Regions from separate parts of the Mus musculus genome. Here regions 1, 2, 4 and 5 are each linked to region 3. The links are chromatin contacts, called in public HiChIP or PLAC-seq maps. All regions are on one chromosome and are shown on one strand. Each heading gives the region's core, a stretch centred on a gene start, on an enhancer-like site or on the middle of the called end of the contact. The rest is flanking DNA. Distances are from core to core; before and after follow the strand shown.

Region 1 (2,700 bases), core at 14-2,513, 330 kb before region 3:
TAATTGGTGGTTTTTATTCACAGGTTAGAACAGCACCTTGCTTCAGAAAGAAAGCCCGTGGGGCCTGGGCACACCACTGCTCTTAAACGTTAGAGGAGGCGTGGGGCTCGGGTGACGCGCCTCACATCAAAGTGGCCAGCAGAAGCTGGGGGCAGCAGGCGGGCATCACCCTGCCCTCTAATCACACTTTGGGGGTCTGGGCTTTTCTTCTGGGTCATTCAGTCAGAGCCTCACCAGGCAGGAGTGCGGCACACACCTGTGGGGCACCTGGCTGCCTCCTGCCCTACAGCAGTTGGCTAATCCAGGCAGGGACTGGGGCCCCAGCAGCACCTGTCTCTAGGTGAGCCAGGCCTTCCTCCCTGCCTCCTTGGCCCTGATCCTTTGGCCTTTAATGGGAGGTGGGGGTTCTCACATAACCCGGGGCTGGTCTTGTACTCACCCTTTTTCTGAGGGTGACCTTGAACTTCCGGCCTTTCGTCTTTTGCCTCCCTAACGTTGGTATTGCAATCCTGTGCCACCAGGCCCAGCTCGTGTAGTGCTCGGACCAAATCCAGGCATCATGCACACTAGACAAACACACCACCAACAGAACCACACTCACAGCTGTGGACTCTTCTTTTCGCCACAGCTGAGGGATGCATCGCCACAGCTTCTATGGTGGACAGGTGAAGAACACTACCTCACTGAACCCGGAGTTCAAGGCCTGGCACTTACCAGGAGGACTCTATGGACATAGTTCTGGGCCCTGTCTCAAAGCTTCTGATTGTGAGGGTAGATGAGGGGCTGTTCCTAGAGCTGAACTGGGCCCCCTCCTTCCCCCTCTTTGCCTTTCCTTGTTTTTAGTCAACAGGAGGAACGTCCACAGTTGTGGTTGCTTTTATTCTCAAAAGCAGCCCTGGAGGAGCACAGTTAACTCAGGCGCTTCCCCACAGCTCAGGTGACACAAATGGTCCCCTTGGGTGGATTCAGGGAAGAGCAGTACCCTGGTGCTGTTGTCGCCCCATCTCCATGGAGTTGGGATGGGATACTTGGCCAGCGGGGTTCTAGCAGGAAACCCTCTTCTCCATGAAGAACCTGGTTGGAGCATGTCATGTGCAGGGGCAGAGAGCCATGTGCAGGGGCAGAGAAGGACTCCTAAGAGCTGCTGGGCAGAACTTGAATCCCACAGCTAAGCCACCATCTGAAGCTGCATGCATGAGGTGGTCAAGGTCTGGGCCCACTCGCTTCCTGCCTTGGTCTTAGATATGCAGACCATGTCTCCTGTCTATCCCTCTTCTGGAGGAAGTGGTAGATAGTGAGAAGCCCAACCTAGACCAGGGACTTCCTGCAGGGCAGCTCCCAGGTTTCAAGGCTTTGGTAACTAGTAGACTGTTAGCTTCCCTGATGGTGGGGGAGGGGCGCCAAGAGACTGGATAGGGGTGGGTGAAAAGGCTCTGGAGTGGCTAAACCTTCTTCTGGGGTCCACTGTCTCCTTACTCCCTACCCAGGGCTGGGAGCCATTAGCGACCATCTGTTGTACTTAGAGCCCAGGACCGGCCAGGCTGATGGGCTCTGCTGCAGGGGAGACCCCACTCTGCCTGGTGGTCTTGCATGAGTTCTGCTTGCCACGGAAGAGAACAAGGGCCAGTCTTGGACCGGGTTGAGGGAGGCACCTCTTGCACTTAGGGATGGCAATTCTTGACCAATAGTTTCCTCAGGCCTAGAGCATCCTTCATTTTGGAGACCCCTGAGAAACCAAAACCACTGTTTTTCAGGTAGGGAAACTGAAGCCAGAGAGAAGAGGGACTGCTGCGGCTGCGGCTGCGGATGCTGTGTGGCCTAGATGGGGTGAGCCCTGGGCATTTGTTAGGGTTAATCCGTGGTGGTCTCACCAAACTCAGGCTGACTGCAGGATGCAAAAGGCTCCCCTTTCCCCTGGTGACAAGCATGTTGGCTCATGATGGTTGTCAGCCTGCCCCTAAGGGCCTCAGCTCTTTGTGAGGCATCAATGTTTAATCCCATTACGCCATTTTAAAAAAATCATATCTAGTGCTTGAGATTAAATCCAGGGCTTCATGCACATGATCAGCGTGAACTCCAGCCATTTGTGATTACTAAAAGAATAGGACTCTGTTGTCTTGATAATGAGCACTGTAATAGTGTGTGTGTGTGTGTGTGTGTGCTTCACATGTATGAGCACATGTGCGTACATATGTATGTGTGTACACGCATGTGGAGGCCAGAGAATAACCTCAGATGTCTACTCCTCAGGAGCCATCTACCTTGTTTGTGAGATAGGGTCTCCCACTAGCCTGGAACTCACCAGCAGGCTTTCCTTTCCCTGTGCTGGGGCAAGCATGAGCTTGTCATTCCTTATTTTAACATGGATTCTGGGGTTGGACTCAAGTCCTCAAGCTTACCAGCAAGTACTGCACTGTCTAAGTGATTACCCCAGCTCTGCAAGGCTCTTGGCAGGACCTGAAGCTGTTGCCCTTCTCCTCTGCACCTCCTGGAAACCCTTACCTCTCAGGGCACCTGCATTTGTGAGAGATAGTTTGGGGCAGAGGCCTTGCTTCCCAGGGGATGAAGATGGCAGGTGTTGACAAGCTGCCTTTGGGACCTTGGGCTTCTCCCCATGCCTGATCAGACACTGATGTAGTGCCTGTCTGTCCCCAGACCTACCAGACACCCATATACTGTCCTGGTGCCTTTGTTGGGTCC
Region 2 (2,700 bases), core at 19-2,518, 290 kb before region 3:
GGTTTCCTTTAACCTGCCCTGGAGGCCTCGGACCACATGAAACCAGGGGACATGTGAGAGTCATGATATAGACATGGGAGACTTCAGAGGCTGTAGGGGCCAGGATATAAAGGAAGTGAGCACTGGGCTGGGGAGACAGTTTGGTTGATTGGTTGGTTGGTAAAGAGCTGGCAACACAAGAGTAAGGACTCAAGTTTTATCCTTAGAACCTGTGCAAAAAAGCCAAGTATAGTGACACACTCTTATGATCCCAGCTCTGGGGACATGGAGTCAGAAAGATCACAAGCTCACTGCCACAGTTGGCAGGAGCTGGAACCCCCTCTGCTTTTCACACCAGCCTTCCACTGGCCTCACTAGTGACTGGACTTATACCTGGCAAATATCAGGGAACAGTGAGCAAGGACCTGTCCCTGTCACTTCAATGCTTGAACATGTAGGTGTAGGAAGTCACTGTGGATTCTTCAAGCCTTGAAGATAGCCAGAGTCCCCTGATCTGTTCTCTGTGACAAGGGACAAGAGCCTTCATGACTGAACTCTGAATACCATAGCAAACACTACTTATCTCTGGGTCTTTCATGTTGCTTTGAGCTGTGTCCAATAGCAGGTGATTCTGGATGTGGTGGTCCAAGAGGTCGGTGAGAAATCTAGGAAACAGGAAGGTGGGGATGGAGGAAGCCATAAAAAGAGGGTTGACTTTTGGCCTTCTCCACCCAATTTGGGGATGTCTGGTGGCTGTGTACCCTTGAGTTAGTCCAGGGGACCAAGAGCCCATCTATTGTATGGTCAAGGTTTGGTAAAAATTTGCCCAGGGGACAGTTCCTGTGGTCCCAATACCGAGGCTGGCGAGACCCTAGTGGACCAGGAAGAGCACAGACCATGCTCATCATCAGTTGTGGGTGACTCAGAGAGTCCCTTTTACCACAGTGGAGAGCACCCTGGTGTCCTCCAGGCAGAGAAGCTGTGTCTTTACTGTCTCCATCTGTGTCTTGCTTCTTCCTATGCTTTCTCCATCCTCCCTGACTTCATCCTCCAGCATCCCACTGACCTCCTCTGCTAGGAGCAGCTAGGAGGGCCAACACTTGCTTCCCTGAAGGACACACGGCAGACTTTATGCTTGCTGACTCCCAGAGGCATATGAGCAGGAAGGGTCAGGCCTCCTTGACCCCAGAGTCTCCTGTGTCTTGATGCCATGTGACCTGGGACAATATTGACTTTCCCTATCTGATGGTGTGCTTGATAAACACAGAGCTTTGTTCAAGGCCACCTTGGCTCCACCAGTAATAGGCCCGAGCTGGTGGCCATGCTCAAGTCAGACAGCTTCGGCTTCCAAGAAAGCCTCACCCGGAGATGTGGCCTCTCAGGTGAGTGAAATGCTGGCTAAGGTAAGCCCTTGGCTTCTTCCCTTCCCAAGAGCATGGTGGCATCCATTGGGGGACTCTCACCCCAGATTCACTTGGGTTCCTTTGGTAAGTGAGCAAAGCCTTCTGTCTGAGACATTCCAGAAACCCCTGAGGAGGAAATGTTTGGTGTAATTTCTGGTTAGGCCTGGCTCCTAATTTCTAGATCCTCACTTACATTTGGAGCGTTAGAAAAGCAAACCCAGGAATGTTTCAAGAATGTTGTCCTGAGTGCTGGACTGGGTGGCCTGGCACTGCAGAGTGGGAGACAACCTCGGTCAGTCCCAGGGATGTACCAACTGCAGCGTGAGAGGCGGAGGGTGGACACAGGGAACTTACATACCTCTGGCACACTTGGCGTTAGTGTTGTGGAATCCTCAAATTGGCACCATTCTCAAAATCTCCACTTCCCATTCTATGATGTGCTGCCTGCCAGTCCTTTGTGTTTGTCGTTATTTGAAATCTTCTAGAAAGGCTATACAGGGTGAATACTCTTAATGCCATGAAGGAAAGAGTTCAGAAATAGAGAGAGGCGACCAGTGATAGGCTACAATTCTCCACGTGGAAGGCCCCCTTGCATGTCTCATGGCTTGTTGGACTGCTTCCGGGTGAGACAACTTGGGCTGAAAGTCCAGGAAGGACCCTGTGGCCAAGTATTCTTACTTCTCCCAGTGCCCCTGGCTGCAGGTGAGGTCCTGCTTAGTGGGACACAGGGTTGGCATTAGAAGTAGGGGAGAGCAAGCCAGTTTTTTCTTCATCTAAGGAGACCTCAGCTGTGAGGGGCCAGACTGGGGACAGGGTCCGGGCCAGAGTAGCTCACACAGGGGGACAGAGTCCTCACATGCGTGTGGTCACACGTGTATGTATGAGCACATGTAACTGGCAGACAGATGCTGTTTTTCTGGAAAATTCTGGAGGTGTGTCCTCAGAGCGGCTGCTCTAAGGGTGCTGGGCCTATTTAAGTATTCTCTCTTTGTCTTTCAGAGCAGGGGGCTCTGACCTCATTTCCCAGAGAGGAACCTGAGGTCTAAGGAAGTGAGCATCTTCCTCACCGACACTCAGTGAGTCCCAGGCTAATCAGCCAACAGCCCTGCGTGGGAAGCTGGAAGTGGGTTATAGGGGTTCCTTCCCATAAACCTCCTATGGAGCTGGGGTAGGTGGTGCTCAGCCCATCTCTAGAGGTTGCCCTCCCGGGGTTGTGAGAGGGAGATTAAACCCACTCCTCCAGGTTCCAGACCCTTTCTGGGGCGGTCTGTGTTGACTACCCCCATGCTACTACAGGCTGGGGCAGCCTTAGGGACTC
Region 3 (2,700 bases), core at 172-2,671:
TTGGCTCCATGTACCATGCCATACCGCTTTCCTTCAACGATCCCCAAGCTACTGCCTTCTTCATAGCCTTCCTGATATCCCTCCCCATGGAATCTGTGATAAAGAAACACACATCATCAGGCAAGATACCTCTTCCTGCCTTGTATTATCCAGATCCCACTGGACCCAGCAGTCTGGGTAGTAGGAAAAGCTTAAAACTCAAGTCACAGAATACAGCTTCTAGGTCTAGCTCTTCTACACCCTGGCCCATTACTGTGCCCATTAGTCCCATTTTTGAGGCAGTATCTCACTGTGCAGCCAAGGCTGGCCTCCAATTCAAGCAGCCCTGCCTCTAGCTCTTGAATGCTGAGATTACAGGTGTGTGCCACCATCTCCAAGAGGAGCCCTGATACATATGGGCTACATTCTGTGGCAAACACTCTACTAACTGAACTACAGCCCCAACCCCTAGAAAGCCAGGTTATCATCTGTAACTGTAGGTAGGCTACACAGATGACTACCAAACCCAGCCGAGCACCAGAACCCACAAGGAAAATGTAAAGATACAAACTCAAGCAAGCTCGGAACACACTAGGAATCTACTTTTGAAAATGTAGGTGTGAGGGTAGGTGCATCTGAGCCTACATGCCATCATAACTCAACCTGTTTGTTTCTAAAACACTCCAAGCACCCAGGACTCCTCACACCTCTGTAGAGGTACAGAAAATGTCCCCAAGATCAAGACAGTATGCCACCACTGGGATGCTCTGGGTAGGTGGGTATTATTGTGTCTAAGAGTTCAACCCTCAAACTGGCAATAAATTGCTGCCGGCGCTGTTGAAGGAATGTTCTGGAAGCCCCCATGTGAGGCAGTGAACAGCTCCCCATTTGGGGGCGTGGGCATCTGCCAGGACCCGACTCCCTAAACCGAGCCTGAGCAGTCACCCGGGGAGGTACCCAACCCACAATGAGCAGCCAGCCTGGAGAGGCCAAGATGACCTGGGCCACCGTCCCGCCCAGGCGTTCCCTGGGGACTTTTCAGGATCCAAAGGGGCCTGCCCGACATATCCATCAGCAGACCCATGAATACCGCCGTATGTGCGGCAATTAAAGGACAAGAAAAAGTGGCAGCTCGCAGATGGCGAAGGCGGGTATCCCCGAGGACTGCCCAGCAGCTGCCGGGGCGGGGCGGAGCCGGGTCTCTCTGCCCACCTCTCATCCGCCATCACGACGGCGTCAAATATGTCCTGCTCCACGGCCATGGCGGTGTCTCGGCTCTCCCCCGGCCCTCGCATTCCTTTCATTCTGTGTAGTAATCGCCAACTGGCGAGACGCGATCACAAACGCCCGGATTGTCAGAATGAAGAAGACACTTCCGTGTATGCCGCGCGGAGCAGGGCGGGTAAGGACGGCAAGCTAAAGAAGCCAAAAAAAAAAAAAAAGCCCATCCCACTGCGCATGGGTAGATGCTACATGGGCGGGGCTAGCCCGAGGGAAGCCTTGCTCCTCCTCCTTGGTACCGCTCGCTCCGTGGTGGGTGGGGCGGGTCAGGTCGCTTGGGGCACGTCGTCTGGGTCGCTCGCGGTGTCCAGACGAACCCTGCTTTTATTTTCAAAATCCAAACAGATGGGACCGAATTCACAAACGTGGGTCTTAAAGAAATGAGAAAAGTTACCAAAGATCTGGCACAGGGGCGTTCCCAGGAAATGGAGGAAGGGCCCAAGGGGCAGGCTTCAAGGAGGGAGGAGTATCCGGCATCCTCTGCTGTCACCGGACTGTCAATCACCGCATCTGTACACTGCACCGGACCCTCCCTGAGGGCTGGAAACGATTTGATACTGCGATATCCTAAAGGGCAGATAATAAATATTGCCCCCAGACATGAAAATGCCCTTGGGGGGGGGTCTTTGAAAATGAAAAAGGTTGTGTGTGCCAGTTACCTTGTTTTTTTTTGGTCTTTTTGTTATTTTGTCTTTTTTTTTTTTTTTTTTTTTTTCCAGAGCTGAGGACCGAACCCAGGGCCTTGCGCTTGCTAGGCAAGCGCTCTACCACTGAGCTAAATCCCCAACCCCGAACGCTAGCACTTGCTGCCAGTATTTAAAGCAAAACTGAAGTATTTCATACACAGTCAAGTATCAGGTGGTTCCGAAGGGCTGGCCGGCAGGAGGAGCCACTTTGTCCAAGCGCTCCAATCTCACAGGCACCCACTCTTCAAACAGCAGAAATTGAAGTTAGTTTTCTCATCATTTCCATCAGAGATACCTTCCAAAGTATAGTTTTAAAGAGTATTCCACAGTACAGTAAGTTCCTTAGGCAACAATTGCTAACAAGTTAATCAGCTCCTGTATAAAAGAGACCAGAGATACAACACTGTAATTGATGGAGGGCTGAATAAGTAAACACGCCACTTGAACTGAATTTCATCTGTGCAAATGAATCCTTAACTATAACAAAATGCTTTTTGAAAATGAGAACTACTGTGTCAGACAGAAGAGAGAAGTTTGAGTCTGGTGATGAACATGATGGCATGTTGACTGAAGAAGAGATAAGCCTGGAGAACAGCCTAGAATGTCTCCTAGGAGTAAAACTTCCGTGATAAAAATAAAATCACAAACTTCAGGAAGGATAGAGCAGTGAGCACTCGCCATGACAGGCAAGTATGGTTTCTCAGGAAAATAAAGTGAGTCCCTCACACTCTGCTCACGCTGCTCACACTGCTCA
Region 4 (2,700 bases), core at 38-2,537, 290 kb after region 3:
GTGTATGCACTCACCTGCCATGTTTTGGTGTCACCCTAATGAAGATGACTAGAAAGAACACTCATGCCTGTTCTCTGGGGACAAGGGCCATTTGCCCATTTTCCTCCCAGTGAGGGTAGGACTTGCCATTTCAGAATCCTTCAGGGAGCTTGCCAAAGAGCAACTTCTAGGGCTGATGTGCAGTTTAGAGAGATACCGTGTCTGACCTACTGTGTTGTCACCCAAGACCCTAAATCTGTGTGCTGAACAAGGTTGGTGGGCTGCCCTGTACCTGCAGACATCTTGGGTATATTCTCTAATGAGGGATCTGAAACACAGAAAGGTTAAGTGGTTTGCCAGACATCACACAGGTTGAAACAGAGGGCAGCTCTCCAGCCTGCTTGCCTGCCTGTCTGCCTGACTGCCTACCTCTAAGAACACTCATGCCTGTTCTCTGGGGACAGGGGCCATTTGCCCATTTTCCTCTCTGTTCATACCTTGACATTCAAATGCTCTCCTAGCCCCTGCAAGGTGCCTTCCTGGGAAAGCAGATGTGTGCCCTAAGCAGTGGTGAGGGCACACAGGAAGGGGTTGCCCAGCATGGCTCTCAGGCTGGGAATGGGAGGCTTCTCATGAAATGCCTGTGTGTGATGGTGCAGGAATGAGCCAGTTGTTATTGAACATTGAACATCTACTTTTCCAAGTGCTGTCAGAGTCAGCCTGGGCCCAGGTAACCCTGAGCCTGGCTCAGCCACCATCAATTGATCAATTACACGGATAAATAACAGTGTAAATCAGAGAGGAGAGCCATTCAATGCAGCCACACTGGGATGAGGGTCAAAGAGTTCACCAGTGACTCCCAAGTCTGTCTTTAGGGTCAGGACTCGAGGCTTAGGTTTAAACAGAGGGCAGGAGGAGTGCAGAGCTAAGAGTCCTGGTCAGGGTGTGGTCCTGCCCATCACTGACCCATCACTGTCTCAGTTCCAGTCTCTCCTGCAAGGTGGTCTGACAAGTTCTCAGACCTGTGTGAGGTCTCTTGGGGAGACAAGCTCCCCTCTGTCTGGCACCAGGCTTCAGCTTTTCTCTTCCTCAGCATGAGACTCCTGGGAAAATTCCAATTCCTTGAGTTCCATTGTTTGAACAGTCTGATGGCAGAAGGGAGGGGCCCAGGAGTCTCTTCAGAATTTCTTTGCTCCAGCCAGGATGGTGGGAGTTTGTCAGCGGCCTCTCTCTGAGACCCCATTACTCTGCACCTTCAAAGCACTGCCAGGCCTGAGGAAGAGCAGCTAGAAGCTTTCATTCTTCTGAGACTGGGGTCTCACCAGCATGTCTCCATTGTGTGCCTGTCCATCAAGTAGAGAAGCAAGTACTGGCTGGCTCCACGCCCACCCATTTGAGAGAAAGAGGCCTTGCATCAGAGAAAGGAAGCTTATGTCCAAAGGAAAGAAACAAGAAGGGGCCCACAGGAGAGAGCTGCGGGAAGTAGTAAAGTAAGCAGGAAAAGCCATCCTGGGTCCTTTGCACTGTGAGCTGTCAAGGGCCTTTAGCGGAGATCTCAAATCCCTCATCAATTACCCTTTCATTACCCTCGGAAGGATTAGTTCTCCCCAAATCCCTCCTTCCATTGAGCTCTTTTCCTGCACTCCAGCTGTTCCCAGCTCTGCACAATGGCAGGCCTGCGGTACTGTTCCCCCGCTGGCTGCAATGAGGAGTGGGGCTCAGTGTCCCCCCAGAACTGCTGTTTTAATCTTTAAAAATGCTCTTTAATCTTTGCCTCACTAGCGTGGGCTCAGCAATCCTGGCTTCCGACGGCTCCTGCCTGCCATGTCTGACATCTTAAAGCTCGTAATGAAATGTCACGTTGAGCAACTTTGAGCCCATTTAGCTATTTGCCACCATCAATTTTCCGACATTATAGAATAATCACAGGTCTCAGTCGTCTGTCAGTTTCATGCAGAACAAAGGATGGTGCTTTCTGCCCAGTGGCAGGGTCTGGAGGGACTTCTGAATGACATGTCAGATTAGAGCCTGAGATTTGATGGTGGTGTCCCAGACTGGGCCCCACCACCTCAAGCTGGAAGGGGATGTGGAGAAAGTTACAATGCAGCTGTTGGCTGGTATCAAAAGGCCAGTGGTGGGTCGTGAGCTGAACTTCTGTAGCGAGTAGATTGGGTCTCAGTGACCCACATCAAAATGCAGGGATGCCATTGTCTGCACTGAAGGTTAGGCAGTGGGGAGTCCCAGGCCCTGGAACTCCCTGGAAACCCAGCTCTGAGCCCTGACCGAGCAAGCATCTCTCCTGATGGGAATAATGGTATCACAGGCAGCGATCCAGGGAGCATACCCCATTTCTTTGCATGGCCTGAAGGCCAGACATCCCAGATTCAGATCCTGTGGGGGCAGCAGATCCTGGGGTGTTGGTGCCCTCTCTGGCCATGTCCTCACACAATAGGGAACCCTTCAATAAGGGCTCCTTATTCTACCCTCAAGGGTCCCAGTGGCACCACCTCCCACACCATCTCTTTGAAAGTTGGGACCACAGCATAAAAATGCAGGATTTACATGAACAGAAGTCTATCAGGGAACTAATGCACACATGGTATGGCACATACCATCATCTCATGCTAGCCTTGAGCTCAGCCAGTATTTAAAAACAAAAAACAAAAAATCTGGAGACAGGGAGGTGGCCAGGTCAGCAGAAGCACTCGTATAAACATGAGG
Region 5 (2,734 bases), core at 90-2,589, 260 kb before region 3:
CCCCATGAAAATGAAGACTCAGAGTCCCCATGGGGCTGACTATTAACAATGGTGGCCTTAGTGCTGACGGTGACTCAGGTGGTAGAGAGCCTAGTGTGCATGAGGACCTGGGTTTCATCTTTAGTACTGCACAAACCAGAAACTGGATGTGGAGTATGCCCCTGTTGTCTCAGCACTCAGGAGGCTGAGTCAGAAGGATTGCCAGGAGTTCATAGCTACAGAGAGCAATCCTGTCTCACTAGGAGTGGTACTGAATCCGCAGTGGAGGGAGGAGGCTCCCTCTAATCAGACCTTTGTTTCTTCTGTAGGGCTTAGTGGGCTGCGGGTTTGGTGAGGTCTGATGGCCTGGAATGTCCCCTTTACCCAAACTAGAGGTTGTTCTCCTTTCTCTTCTGTTCTCCAAGCCTGTACTTCAGGATACCGATGACAGTATGTATTTGTCATGGAGGTGCCATGCCACTTGCCAGAGGTCCCATCTCTTCTCTGCTCATTTTAGGCTACACCACGGGGGTACAGGGGTCCCAGCCTCCAGCTGTAGTGTTCTTTTCCTGTTCTTTGCTTACGCAGTTTCATTCCAAACCTGACCTTCAGTCCTATTTTCTCAGGCCTGGGAGAGGGGCTATTCCCCAAAATGAAGGGTGGCACTGGAAGAGCTAAAGAGGGCTGATGTTTGCCTGGGGTCAGGTGGGAGGTGGGTCTGGCCTGCACCATGACAGCAACAGGTTGGCTCCAAACAGACTTGAGGGGGGGGACTGCTTGGTGGCGGCCTCTGGGGCTGTGAGACGTTTGTCCCCATCCTGTCCCGCGGCACAGTTATGATGCGTGAGCTTTCAGTAGATATGACAGCCGCCGGCGGGGGTCCCTGGCCCCTGTCCACGGCTCCACACTTGACTCAGAGTTCATTGGCCCGAACTAATGTCCCCGATGCAAGTCTGTGGACATAACATTCGGGGTGGACGCCGGCTTTTCTTCTTCCCTTTCTCTTAATACATTAAACATGCATTACTGGAGTTCTAACCGGCTCCTCTGACAGCTGTGGAAAAAAAATAAAGAAAATTCGGTTTGAACTTAAAAAGCTGGGGTTTAATTTATGTCCCACCTTTGTCTCTCCGGCCCTTTTCCCTCTTCCGATGGAAAGGCCCCAGGGGGCAGGAGACAGAGGCTGGGCAGGGCCACCCCACGTGGCCCTGCACTGCCTAGCCCTTAATAGGGGCGCCCAGTGGCCAACACGGAGGGGAGTTTTCAGATGGAAATGGGACAAACAATGCGGTCATCTGTCCTACAATCTGTTTTGAAGGGGAAAGAAAGCTCGGCAGAGGGGCGAGGCTGGCTGTACTGGGGAGGCTCCTCTTGGGGAGCCATAGAGGCAGACAGATGTCATGAATACTGATGTGGATGGCGGTCTGCTCAGCAGAGACTCGCCAAGGGCAGAGTGTTGGGAGAAAGCTTCCATGGCGTGGCTGTGCGCAATGAGGGTGGCCTGCCTGCACCCTGGGCCCCAGCTGCCTTTTCTTCCCTCCCTCCCTCCCTCCCTCCCTCCCTCCCTCCCTCCCTCCCTCCCTCCCTCCCTCCCTCCCTCTTTCCATTCTTCCTCTACCTTACTTCTTGCCTCCTATCAATCCTTCCTCCCTCCCTCCCTTCCCCCTCCTTCTCTTTCTTCCCTCTCTCTTCCACTTTCTCCTTCCTTCTCTCCCTCTTGCCCCTCCCCCTCAGGGGGGTCCTTATGATTAAGAATCCTTTTCTTTCTTTCTTTCTTTCTTTCTTTCTTTCTTTCTTTTTTTTTTTAGAGCAGGACTCACAGAAAGTTCTGGCAACTTTGGCACTGAAGCTAAGATGAGAGGCAGCAAGGTGCTACCCTTAGCTTGGGATGTGGGAAAGCCCTCCTCCTAGGCCTCCTCTCAGATGCCTTCCTGAAGTGGGGAAGGAAGAGGCAAGTTTCTGGAACTCTGGGCTTCCATGGAAACCTCAGAAACCTATCAGTCCGAGGTCAAAGCATACTGGACAAAGGTAGCAGTTGTATGAGACTAGATCCTGTGGAGCTCTGACTGTGTGCTAGAGGTATAGAACCCAGGAGGCTGCGGCAGGCTGCTAGCCAAAGCCTGTTCTCACAGACAGGTGAGGATGGAGAGTAGCCATGGCTAAGACCCTTGTTGGGGCTGGAGCCCCCCAGGGAGGAAAATGCCTGCCCTAGCTTTTCATCTCATACTGATCTGCCATCTCTGTGAGGTAGGCAGGACAGTACCAGGCCTCTCATTCACAGATGAGGAAACTGAGGCTCAGAGGAGAGGAGAGAGACAAATTCAGAGGCCCACCAGACGGGGACTTTGGCTGCAGGCACCTAGTTCCAAGGTGAGGTTCACTCCATCTGAGGGACCCACGAGAATTCTGGGTGTGAGTGACTCCCCTGGAACCTGAGAGGAGACCGAGAGAGGCCTCTCCAGGTCCTTCCAGGAATACAGCCTTCGTGTATGCTTGATTGACACTCCTGTAGCGCTAGGCTTGACTGAGCTCTGGGGTGCTACTGAAGGAGCCAGCTTCTTTCCTCCAGCTCCTGAGGCTGCACAGAGGCCCCGCAGGCAGGACTGTGGGAGGTGCTGGCTGTGGAGCAACTCAGAGACATAAGCCACCATCCTCTGGTGCACCTGTGTTCAGCAGACAAGCATTGAGTGCTTCCTGTATACAAGCTTCTTGCTGGTGACCTGTAATGTGAATCTGACCTATGTTCATGGCTGAG

Evidence for each region. HiChIP or PLAC-seq counts read pairs in DNA pulled down with a chosen protein or histone mark.
Region 1: a contact with region 3 is called in an H3K27ac HiChIP or PLAC-seq map of the HPC-7 cell line, with 9 times the contacts expected there. The contact joins the enhancer-like site here to the promoter of LTO1 in region 3. A contact is called at or near these places in 21 of 39 promoter capture datasets (the 3T3-L1 cell line, the C10 cell line, the HPC-7 cell line and 14 more), 6 of 15 datasets of contacts at CTCF or cohesin (the NIH/3T3 cell line, embryonic stem cells and large pre-B cells), 38 of 484 Hi-C or Micro-C datasets (the 63-12 cell line, the AML12 cell line, B-cell progenitors and 25 more), 48 of 115 datasets of contacts at active chromatin or transcription factors (the 230-238 cell line, the 3134 cell line, the HPC-7 cell line and 34 more) and 4 of 9 other capture datasets (adipose tissue, liver, macrophages and 1 more).
Region 2: an H3K4me3 HiChIP or PLAC-seq map of bone marrow-derived macrophages shows a contact between it and region 3, with 7 times the contacts expected there. The contact joins the promoter of Smim38 here to the promoter of LTO1 in region 3. A contact is called at or near these places in 9 of 39 promoter capture datasets (the C10 cell line, the HPC-7 cell line, cranial neural crest and 6 more), 2 of 15 datasets of contacts at CTCF or cohesin (the NIH/3T3 cell line and embryonic stem cells), 5 of 484 Hi-C or Micro-C datasets (the AML12 cell line, bone marrow-derived macrophages, embryonic fibroblasts and 2 more), 27 of 115 datasets of contacts at active chromatin or transcription factors (the 230-238 cell line, the SCID.adh cell line, acute myeloid leukemia and 17 more) and 3 of 9 other capture datasets (adipose tissue, liver and pancreatic islet).
Region 4: a contact with region 3 is called in an H3K4me3 HiChIP or PLAC-seq map of embryonic stem cells, with 11 read pairs. The contact joins the enhancer-like site here to the promoter of LTO1 in region 3. A contact is called at or near these places in 14 of 39 promoter capture datasets (the 3T3-L1 cell line, 3T3-L1-derived adipocytes, the HPC-7 cell line and 10 more) and 5 of 115 datasets of contacts at active chromatin or transcription factors (embryonic stem cells and pancreatic cancer cells).
Region 5: a contact with region 3 is called in an H3K4me3 HiChIP or PLAC-seq map of embryonic stem cells, with 23 read pairs. The contact joins the enhancer-like site here to the promoter of LTO1 in region 3. A contact is called at or near these places in 3 of 39 promoter capture datasets (the HPC-7 cell line and embryonic stem cells), 1 of 484 Hi-C or Micro-C datasets (bone marrow-derived macrophages), 12 of 115 datasets of contacts at active chromatin or transcription factors (the 230-238 cell line, acute myeloid leukemia, bone marrow-derived macrophages and 7 more) and 3 of 9 other capture datasets (adipose tissue, liver and pancreatic islet).

What each region holds. Positions count from the first base shown.
Region 1 is chr7:145,247,649-145,250,348 of GRCm38.p6, reverse strand. It overlaps a transcript of Tpcn2 not described here. Among named protein-coding and RNA genes, the nearest start is that of Tpcn2, 35 kb to the left of the region's middle. Within about 2 kb of position 1,263, at least 6 of the 459 cell types and tissues checked have an H3K27ac peak or open chromatin away from gene starts, as enhancers often do. A contact at or near this core is called in the HPC-7 cell line and cerebellum, where this site is marked.
Region 2 is chr7:145,206,687-145,209,386 of GRCm38.p6, reverse strand. It overlaps Smim38 (small integral membrane protein 38), which reads left to right and starts at 1,268. Exons shown (of 3, transcript NM_001369202.1): 1 at 1,268-1,361; 2 at 2,382-2,458. It also overlaps a transcript of Tpcn2 not described here. RefSeq lists an enhancer at 1,691-2,700.
Region 3 is chr7:144,913,821-144,916,520 of GRCm38.p6, reverse strand. It overlaps LTO1 (ABCE maturation factor), which reads right to left and starts at 1,421. Exons shown (of 4, transcript NM_001357869.1): 1 at 1,192-1,421; 2 at 1-93. The coding sequence starts at 1,283. Bc1 (brain cytoplasmic RNA 1) reads right to left here and starts at 2,051. Exons shown (of 1, transcript NR_038088.1): 1 at 1,898-2,051.
Region 4 is chr7:144,627,133-144,629,832 of GRCm38.p6, reverse strand. The region is part of intron 12 of Ano1 (anoctamin 1, calcium activated chloride channel); the gene reads left to right. Among named protein-coding and RNA genes, the nearest start is that of Fadd, 46 kb to the right of the region's middle. Within about 2 kb of position 1,287, at least 45 of the 459 cell types and tissues checked have an H3K27ac peak or open chromatin away from gene starts, as enhancers often do. A contact at or near this core is called in embryonic stem cells and stem cell-derived epiblast-like cells, where this site is marked.
Region 5 is chr7:145,171,871-145,174,604 of GRCm38.p6, reverse strand. No RefSeq gene overlaps it. Among named protein-coding and RNA genes, the nearest start is that of Gm45181, 6.3 kb to the right of the region's middle. Within about 2 kb of position 1,339, at least 33 of the 459 cell types and tissues checked have an H3K27ac peak or open chromatin away from gene starts, as enhancers often do. A contact at or near this core is called in embryonic stem cells, where this site is marked.